Regions from separate parts of the Mus musculus genome. Here region 1 is linked to region 2. The links are chromatin contacts, called in public HiChIP or PLAC-seq maps. All regions are on one chromosome and are shown on one strand. Each heading gives the region's core, a stretch centred on a gene start, on an enhancer-like site or on the middle of the called end of the contact. The rest is flanking DNA. Distances are from core to core; before and after follow the strand shown.

Region 1 (4,894 bases), core at 564-3,063, 420 kb before region 2:
AATGGGGGAGATAATCTCCCAGGATATACACTTTCACAATGCTGGACCCTACGGTGGGCTTTTAAAGTATGACTTTGATTCTAAATTGTTTATTGAGGGACCCTGACCCAGAGTGACTAAGTAATTTGCTCAGGATGAAAGGTGACAGCAGAGGCAGAAAAGCTGGTCTTCTTGGCTCCCAAGCCAGTGTGCCTTGCTGGCTAAGGAGACACATATCCTAAGCTAAGTACCCTATGCCACAGCTCCAAGGCCAAGCCCTGAAACTAGATTCAGCTCCTGCCTTATCCAGTTGTCACCCCCAAAACATTTGCTTTTAATCCCCACCTTGCGGATTCCTCACTTCTGATTTCCTTTCTTTGATCTTGATGCAGGGCCTCCCCTGTGGCGCTCAAATCCTAAAGCTATTCCAGTAAAGGCCTGTGCCTAGGCCAGGCTCAAACTGCACTGGACTCCTTTCCTCCTGTCACTCTAGCAGGCTTTATGCAAGGCTGAAGCCTGTTTGCCTTCCACTAATACTCCTAATAGATGTTGACAACATCAGCTGTTTGGGAGGGAAAACAGGAAGGATCAACGAGAAGTGGGATTTGGAGAGATAGTCTGCCTCTTTGTCCAAAGAGGACAGAGGGGAGCGGTGATCAAGGCAGTCGGTCCAGAGCTCCTGTGGCAGAATGAAGATGGTAATAGCTTGAAAGGAAGAGAAAAGCATGTGGTCTCTTCGTTGGGACAGGTAGCAGGGACCTAACTCAAAATGCACATTTATTTGTAGAGGATCCTCCTTATCCTGCAAAACCCCTCCCTTCCTTTGAGGCCCAGAGGACAGGCACTAGAGCAGCCAAAAGAATGTGTGTGGAGGGACAAAAAAAAAAAAAAAAAAGCCGGTCAGTGGTGGCGCATGCCTTTAGTCCCAGCACTTGGGAGGCAGAGGCAGGGGGGATTTCTGAGTTCAAGGCCAGCCTGGTCTACAGAGTGAGTTCCAGGACAGCCAAGACTATACAGAGAAACCATGTCCCGAAAAAAAACGAAAAAACAAAACAAAACAAAACAAAAGGTGTGTGGAGGGAAGAAAGAAAGAAAAAGGAAGAGAGAGCGAGAGCGAGAGAGCGCGAGAGAGCGAGCGAGAGAGCGAGAGAGCGAGAGAGCGAGAGAGCGAGAGAGAGAGAGAGAGAGAGAAAGAGAGCGAGCGAGAGAGCGAGAGAGCGAGAGCGAGAGAGAGAGAGAGAGAGAGAGAGAGAGAGAGAGGAGAGTGCAAGAGAGGCCAGTGAGCCCTGTTCTGGGAAATGTCTCCTAGCTAGGCACTTGGAGGTGATTATGATGTCACTTGTGGAATACTCAGACGCTTTCCCACCCTCAAGGTCAATGGAACTGGCCGCCCAGCCCTGGAGCCCAGATGAGCATTGGGCCAAGGGTTCTACCGAACCCTAGCGCCTTTGGGGCGGTAGCCCAGGCCAGAGGTTGCAGCCTAATGCTCAAGAGCTGAGCCTGGGTCGGGAGGAAGCCAAGTCAAGCAAACTTCCAGAGCCACGCCCAGCCACGCCCCCATCCTTCTGCCCCGCCCCTTACCAGTTCTCTCGGTTCTCTCAATTTTGCGGCCAGACCTTTCCTCAGTCCATCTTTTAACCGTTATTGTCGTCCTGACCCACATCGCTGTCAGCCCAGTTCTTCCACAGGACCCTACCTCGCAGAGTTCAACGTTGAACCTCAGCTTGGTCGAGCCCTCGGCCCAGCTGTAAGCTCCAGTCCAGCCCCTAGCTCCGCCTCATGCTTGCCCAACCCCCCGCCCGCCTCCCCCCCTCAGGTCTTCCAGCCCGGGTCTAAGCGTCAGTCGGGTTCTTCATCCGGGATCTCCAGCTCCTTCCAGTCCCTTCGTCACACCCTTAACGCCAGTACGGGCTTTTACCTTTACCTTACAGACCCAGCACTCAGTCCCATACTTAGCACCTTGCTGGTCCCTGCTTCTAGAAAACTCTAGCCCAGAGCCCCGCCCACAACAGTTGCTGGCCCCGCCCCTTCCAAATTCAAGCTCTAGCACCAGGACCGCCACGCCTTCTGGAGGTTAGCCAGGGACCAATCTTCATGAACGTATGTCCTTGCAGGTATCCTGGCTTTGCGTCTCCTTGGTGACAAGTCCCTCCTCCACTGTGTATAGTACACCCTAAAGCCCCCTAACCCCGGATCGCCAGACCCATCCCCCTCAGATCTACCCTTCAGATTTCCTCCCAATCCCTAGGCCCCACAGTGCCCTATTTTCCTGTTGAGAAAGTAAGGTGACTTACATTCGTGGTAACTCCATCCCAGTAGGAAACCTTCACGTTGCTCAAACACAGCGTCCACACTTCACTCGTATATCACACACGATGACGCCAAAAGTCTACACAGATCTAACATAAGAAGTACATGTGTGCGGGGTGGTGGTGGCGCACGCCTTTAATCCCAGCAACTCGGGAGGCAGAGGCAGGCTGATTTCTGAGTTCGAGGCCAGCCTGGTCTACAGAGAGAGTTCCAGGACAGCCAGGGCTACACAGAGAAACCCAGTCTCGAAAAACAAAAACAAAACAAAACAAAAAAGTATATGTGCAACTGTCCTATACATGCACCTCATGGGACTACACATTCGGGCAGGCCCCTGGGAGAACTGAGTATTGAGGTGACTTCTCACATGCACACTGGGTTAACCAACTCTGTACAAGACGATGTGAATGAATGAGAGCTGCTTCACAGATATCCCTCACGTCACATCTCTCAGTTTACCTCCAATCAGCTTCCAAAGCCAGAATAGGTGTACCTCAAAAAGCAGAGGATAGGCTGGCCATGGTGATGTTTGCCTTTAATCCACACACTTGCAGGTAGATCTCTGAGTTCGAGGCCAGCTTGATTTTCATCGTGAGCTCCAGGAGAGCCAAGATCAGGACTCAAAAAAAAAAAAGAGGGGGGGGGGTAGGGGAGAAAGCCGGATGTGGTGGCATGGGCCTGTGTGCCTTTGTTGGGAGGCAGAGGCAGGCAGATCTCTGAGTTTCAGGTCACCTGGGGCTGACCATGAAACCCTGTTTCAAAAATAAATAAATATAACCCCCTAGTAGTAAGGGTGGATTACTTCCTTAGAGTTGCTGGTCAGGGAAGCCTCTAGAACAATAGGGCTATTTACCACTGCTGTCAGCAACATTCCAAAACTGAATGGTAAGACCCTGTTGTTAATGATGTCATATGTGTTGGTTACAGGACTTGGGACTGAGCCAGAAGTGTCTGTACCAGTGGCCTGGCTCCTGTAGTACAGAAAGTGCAGTGAAGGATTTCTGGGGAGGATCATAACCCAAAGTCCTATTCAGAATTCTGAGTGTTTCATGATAGAAAGGTCACACAGCCGGTTCTGCAGGGAGATCAAACATTCTCCCCTTCAGGAAAGTTCCTTAAGCTCAGGAAGTAAACAACTCAAAGGCTTCAGGAAATCCCTGAAACTGAGCAGGTGTACTAGACCCCTTCTCCCCCAAGCATATTTAAGCAGTCAGGACTGCTTGAGAGACACTCTCAGACAAGCTGAGCTGGCTGGAAGCCCCTCTGATCTGCCCAGTTGTCCGCAGGCTGTGCAGTGTGCTCCTCATTTCCAGCTTTCATAAACTGTCACTCATACTGGAGTGGCTTTCGGTGATGCAGCCGTCTTTGAGTCATTTCTGCTTCTGTACGCAGCCCCTCACCCATATCCCTGTAAGTAACCCAATTAAACTCATTGCTTCTCCAAGTTGGACTTAGATATGTATCCTTTAGTCTACCATCAGTTCTCTATCTGGGACAAATAGATTGTCTCTCTAGGGACACAGTCACACAATACTTAGGTACATGGTAATTTTGAGGTCAGGCTGGCCTACAAGAGACCCTACCTCAAGAAGAAAGGGAGAGGGAGACAGAGAGGAAAGAAAACAGCAAGGAAAGGGTAGTTACTCAGATTTTAACCCAGAGAATCTAGAAGATATAGTTAGTCTCCAAAACCTGATCTCTGAGACGTCAGCCAGTGTGAGCCCTGTTTTAGGAGCCAGGAATGAACAGAATCCCCATAGGGGCTCCAATCCCCAAATCGCTACATGCCCCCACTACACCTATTATCTCTAGTAAGGACTCCAGCCTAGAAAATGCTAATAACGGGGCTGGAGAGATGGCTCAGCGGTTAAGAGCACTGATTACTCTTCCAAAGGTCCTGAGTTCAATTCCCAGCAACCACATGGTGGCTCACAACCATCTGTAATGGGATCTGATGCCCTCTTCTGGTGTGTCTAAAGATAGCTACAGTGTACTCATATACATAAAATAAATAAATCTTTAAAGAAAGAAAGAAAATGCTAATAATGGACTTTAATGCATAAGGCACAGTGTAAGGCTAAAATCATTAAGCATTTTTATACATGAAAGGCCCAGCAGGCTGAGCAAAAGCAGCAAGAACACTGCCCCTCACCAGGCACCCTGGAGAGCCCCAGAGGAACAGAGGGTCATCCAGTCTTTGGCATGGTGCCTGGGGGCAGCAAATGACTAGCATGGTCCCTGTCACCTTCTGGGGGGCACTGACATCAATGGATAGCTCTTTGGTCTGGAAAAAGTCAGTGCAAATGTCCAGGGGTTGAGTTCTGGAGCAGTTGCAGGTAGCACGGTACCCCGGAAATGGGAAGTCTCTGGACAGTCCTCACTGCTCAGGGACAACATGTGGCCTTTTTCTTGCTGGCAGTTAGGTACAGGTTTTTGTCATCGCTGTTGATGCCTGAAAAGGGATGGGAAATATATGAACCATGGATTGAAGGTAACCACCCCACCTCCGCTCTCTGCCACTGTTAACCAGGTGGTTAACTTACGAACAACATCTGCAATGTGCCGAGCCCCGGATTTCTCCAGCTCCGCCAGGACATTGGCCTCA
Region 2 (4,699 bases), core at 1,565-4,064:
GAAGCCACCATACAGGTTCAGGGAACCAAACCTGGGTGTTCATCAAGAGCAACAAGTGCTTTTAACTGCTAAACCATCTCTCTAGCCTCCTCTTGTTCTTCTTATTTATTAATATTAGTGTGTGTGTGTGTGTGTGTGTGTGTGTGTGTGTGTGTGTGTGTAAGCACACAGAGGTCAGAGGACAATTTTTAGAAGTTGGTTCTCTCATTCTCTGGGATCCAGATACCAAACTTAAGACTGATAAGCTTGCATGGTAAGTGAATTCCCCATTACCTGATGAGCCATCTCTCTGGCCCTCAGTGTATACCTCTAAAATGAATAAGTCCAGGTCCCTCTCTGGATTCTATAGAAGCATTATCCTACCCACTAACCTCCCTCTGCAAAGCTGCCTAAACCCAACCAGTTCCACTACAGGAAGGCCTGGAACACAAGTCCAGTGTGTCTGCCTAGGTCTGACCTGCCTCTCTTAGCCTCCTCTGGACCCAGTAGACTTCGAGACTGGGTCATCACCCTGAGCATCCTCATCACCCCAAGCATCCTACTCCCCCTCACTGGGAGCTGGGCTCTGCCTGCTTCCTCCCCACTTCCTCCCCTTTCCAACTTTATCACATCTGGCTAATCACTTAGTGCTGAAAGGTCCCAGGCAAGTCACTCATTGCTCAGGCTGCAGGACATAGATCTGGACAATGCTAAAACACACAGCTGGACAAGAACAATGACTGAAGGCCACCTAGTCTGTCATACACCATGTCCACACAGGACATTCAAAATTCTTTTACTCTCCCTGCACCAAAAGATTACCAAGGTTATAAGACTTGGTGTTCCACGGAGACCTAACCATGCATTTGATTTGAGTGCTCTCCTGCCTCCCACTGGAGTTCATGGCGATCACAACTAGTGGATCTCACAGACAGTCAGACTGCAGACTGTCTTTGTAGTGTAGATAAACCTAAACCACAACCATTGTTTATAAGTTCTTTATGCCCTGACTCCTAGTATCTTGCTCACTCGGGGTGAGAGGACATCTCACCTAGAACTATAACCATGGCAGCTAGACATCCCAGATAGCCATGATTTTAGGTCATTTGCCATATTGTTTTCACCCCTGAAATCTAAACAACATGGGCTTCCTATACTCACAGCTTCTCAGATCTCAAAGTGGCACCTGTTAACCTACATCTCCAATTGAGGGCTCAACAAATATAGTACCCAAGCCTCTAAGCTATAAGCTATGATGAAACTTGAACACTTTCTCACCAACTACCCACTGGCATCTCTCTCTCTCTCTCTCTCTCTCTCTCACACACACACACACACACACACACACACACACACCCTGCCCCCGATAGTACCAGGCCAAAGCTGATCTTAACCCAATGCCCTTGAAAACTCACAAGGTTTACTTCAATCACTTCAATCCAAAAGGGCATTGAAGGGAACCTCAGACCCGGATGTCCAGCTGAATTGCTAAGGACTTTCTCCCAGTGAACTTTTGGGGGGTTTCCTTCAGCTTCTTGACAAGGCACAGAAGAAGCAAAGGTGTTTAATGAGTTTCCAGAGGGGCACCCTCTCCTGGACTGGCTTCTCCCTATTGGCCCAGCTCCCCATTTCCACACTCGCTAAGATCTGCTCACAGTTCCTGGGTACCCTCAAGCACCCATTTAAGTACACTACCGAGAGATGCTCACATACACAAACTCTTTGCTCACCCCTGATACCCAGGGAAGCACTCACATCAGCCGGCTCCCTGCGGTGTCCCTCGCCAGTCCGAAGCCAGCTCCGGCTCAGCTCGCTAAGCTCTGGGATGGGCTGTACCTTGAGCCGCACACTGTCCCCAGACTGCCGGATCATCTCCACAATTTCATCCCTGGATTTATTCTCCACATTCTGTCCATTAATCTCCACCAGTCGATCTCCTGGTACCAGCCCCAAGGCCAGGTCCTTGGTGCCTGCCCCTGGCTCAGCAAAGTGAACCACCCGTCGATAAGCCTGACCCTCAGGGGCCCGATCCAGCATGGTTGTGCGCCGCAGTGAGAAGCCAAAGTCTCCTGTGGGTCTTCGTTGTAACTCCAGCTCCCGGAGAGCAGGAGGTGGTGGTGGCACCAGAGCGGGAAGACGTAGATCAGCTGGGAATCTTTTAGTCACCAGCTCAGGGACTCGAGACCGTGGTCCTGGTCGAGGAATGCCTAGCCCAGGATGCTGCATTAGCTGTCCCTCAAGCGTCCGCACCTCTACCTGAGGTGATGGGGCTGCAGAGTGCTCTGAGGGGGTTGAGGTCTCCGAGGCACTCTCATCCCGGCTCCGTTGAGAGAAGGAAAAACGTTTGACAATCATCTGAGAGTTCTGCTTGGCCAGTGAACCGAACTTGGCTGCCCGCTGCAGCACAGAGCCCCGGAAGCTGCCTTCTTCACCCTTGAGGTCATCACTGGAGCTGGCTGTGCTTAGGTGTCCTGAGTCCAGGATGATGCTACCCCGATTGCTGTCAGAGTCAATGTCCGTCAGGTGCAGGTCAGAGCCACTGGCCACCTTGATAGGGATGGGGTTGGAGATTTCCAGGCGCGTCTTAGATTCCCGCTTGGAGGACCGGTTCAAGTTGAAAAAGCCACGGCGCATGCTCATCTCTTCCAGGCTCCGCAGTTCTGCCGCAGACATCCTCTCCTTCTTCTCCTTTTTTTCCTTCTTCTCCTTCCGCCCGCCATCTTTGTCCTTATCTTTCTTCATGAGGTTAAACATGGTGGGTGTGCTGTTTTTAGGGGTTGTATCCCCAGCTGACTATGAGTGCTTAACACAGGGTCTTTGGACCCCACCTTGTAGCTGCAAGTAGAAACAGAGAAAAGAAATTCAGGGTTTTTTTCCAGTTCAGACAGAGGCAGCGGATACTGATAAACCAGTCACCCCTTGTGGAGTGCTACTGATGTACCAGGCAACCTGATTTACATAATTTTTTCTAATTTCACTTCACCCTTTAGACCAAAGCATAGGTGTGCCTGGAGAGACTTGACTTACAGAAAACACAAATTGCAACCTGGAACATAAACGGAAATGGAACACAAAAGGAAACGGAAGGGGCTCTGCAGCATCACCTCCCCACAGGCAGTCCACTGAAGCGATGGGCATCCCACGTGACTGCCCCCCCATGGTATCCCCAGAGCCGCAGCCTTAGCCCCTGCCTCAAAGACCTTGGAGGGTCCAACTTTTTAAAACAATATTCATTTGTATGAGAGTTTTGCCTGTCTGTATGTGCATCACATGGACATCCATGTGGACGCTGGGAGCTGAATCCTGCTCTGGAAGAGTAACAGGTGCTCTTAACCACAGAGCCATCTTTCTAGCACCTGGGATTAGCATTTATATGACGTGTGTTTGTTTGTTTGTTTGTTTGTTTGTTTGTTTGTTTTTCCAGACAGGGTTTCTCTGTGTAGCCCTGGCTGTCCTGGAACTCACTCTGTAGACCAGGCTGGCCTCGAACTCAGAAATCCACCTGCCTCTGCCTCCCAAGTTCTGAGATTAAAGAGATGCACCACCACTGCCCGGCTTTACGATGTGTCTTATCGGGAGCTTCACACATACCCCTTCCTATTCAGTCCTCACAGGTGAGAAAAATGGCTCTTGGGAAATTAAGGATGTGTTAGGGGCTAGTCATCAAATGAGTGGCTGTGCTGCTGTGTCCCATCTGATGCCCTGGGTGCCCAAAGTAAATCGGGAAGGGAAGGAAGAGGAAGTCCAGACTGCACACAGGACAGACAGTTGCGAGGTGGGGGTGGCGTGGGGTCGGCTAGATAAACAGGATCCTGAAAAACTCACATCCTTTTCCCCAGACCAATGCCTAAATATAGCCTAGGGAAGAAAGTTGTGGCCGCCTGAGAGAGAAGGCCGGATCCAGGATGTGAGAGCACCTAGGGCCCTAACCTACCCCCATTCTCATGCATACCCGATTAGGGGCAGGAGTAAGAAAAACCTGGTTGGGAGGGGGAGGGGGGAAGCCCCAGAGGGCCTTTCTTGTTCTAACCAGCAGGGAACACAAAATAAAAGTAGGCCACACCGTCTAATTAGAAATTAAGTGTAATTTCTCTCTCTCCATGAATGCCTCCCCTCTGAATTCCAGACAGAGGGTCTCTGAGCTTATTCCCTCCAGCAATGGCCTATTGCCAGGCCCTGGCTAGGCATTTCCTCTCTCCCCAACCCCCAAAGCAAGGCAAGGCCCTCCACTATCCCCTTTCCACTGAGGGACAAGCTCCCACCAGCCAAGGTTCAACGCCCAGGCAGGCAGTGAGACCAGGAACTCCCAAGCTAATTGCTCACAAGTTTGATTCTGTATAATCACACATGGCAACCCACAGACATCTGGAACTCCACTTCCAGGAGACCCAATGTCCACTTCTGGCCTCATGGGCACCAGGCACATTTGTGGCCCAAACACATACATGTAAGCAAAATGCCCACACACATAAAATAAATAAATAAATAACAATTAAAAAGAAAGAAATTGCCAGGCAGTGGTGGCGCACGCCTTTGATCCCAGCACTTGGGAGGCAGAGGCAGGCGGATTTCTGAGTTTGAGGCCAGCCTGGTCTACAGAGTGAGTTCCAGGACAGCCAGGGCTACACAGAGAAACCCTGTCTCAAAAAGACAGACAGACAGACAGACAGACAGACAGACAGACAGACAGAAAGAAAGAAAGAAAGAAAGAAAGAAAGAA

The links. HiChIP or PLAC-seq counts read pairs in DNA pulled down with a chosen protein or histone mark.
Region 1: a contact with region 2 is called in an H3K4me3 HiChIP or PLAC-seq map of bone marrow-derived macrophages, with 4 times the contacts expected there. The contact joins the promoter of Proca1 here to the promoter of Myo18a in region 2. A contact is called at or near these places in 8 of 39 promoter capture datasets (the 3T3-L1 cell line, fetal liver, hippocampal neurons and 3 more), 2 of 115 datasets of contacts at active chromatin or transcription factors (bone marrow-derived macrophages and pancreatic cancer cells) and 1 of 9 other capture datasets (adipose tissue).

The regions. Positions count from the first base shown.
Region 1 is chr11:78,191,621-78,196,514 of GRCm38.p6, reverse strand. It overlaps Proca1 (protein interacting with cyclin A1), which reads right to left and starts at 1,813. Exons shown (of 4, transcript NM_001368876.1): 1 at 1,561-1,813. The coding sequence starts at 1,642. Rab34 (RAB34, member RAS oncogene family) reads right to left here. Exons shown (of 10, transcript NM_033475.3): 9 at 4,833-4,894; 10 at 4,322-4,741. The coding sequence ends at 4,674.
Region 2 is chr11:77,775,350-77,780,048 of GRCm38.p6, reverse strand. Myo18a (myosin XVIIIA) reads right to left here and starts at 2,814. Exons shown (of 41, transcript NM_001291213.1): 1 at 1,735-2,814. The coding sequence starts at 2,733.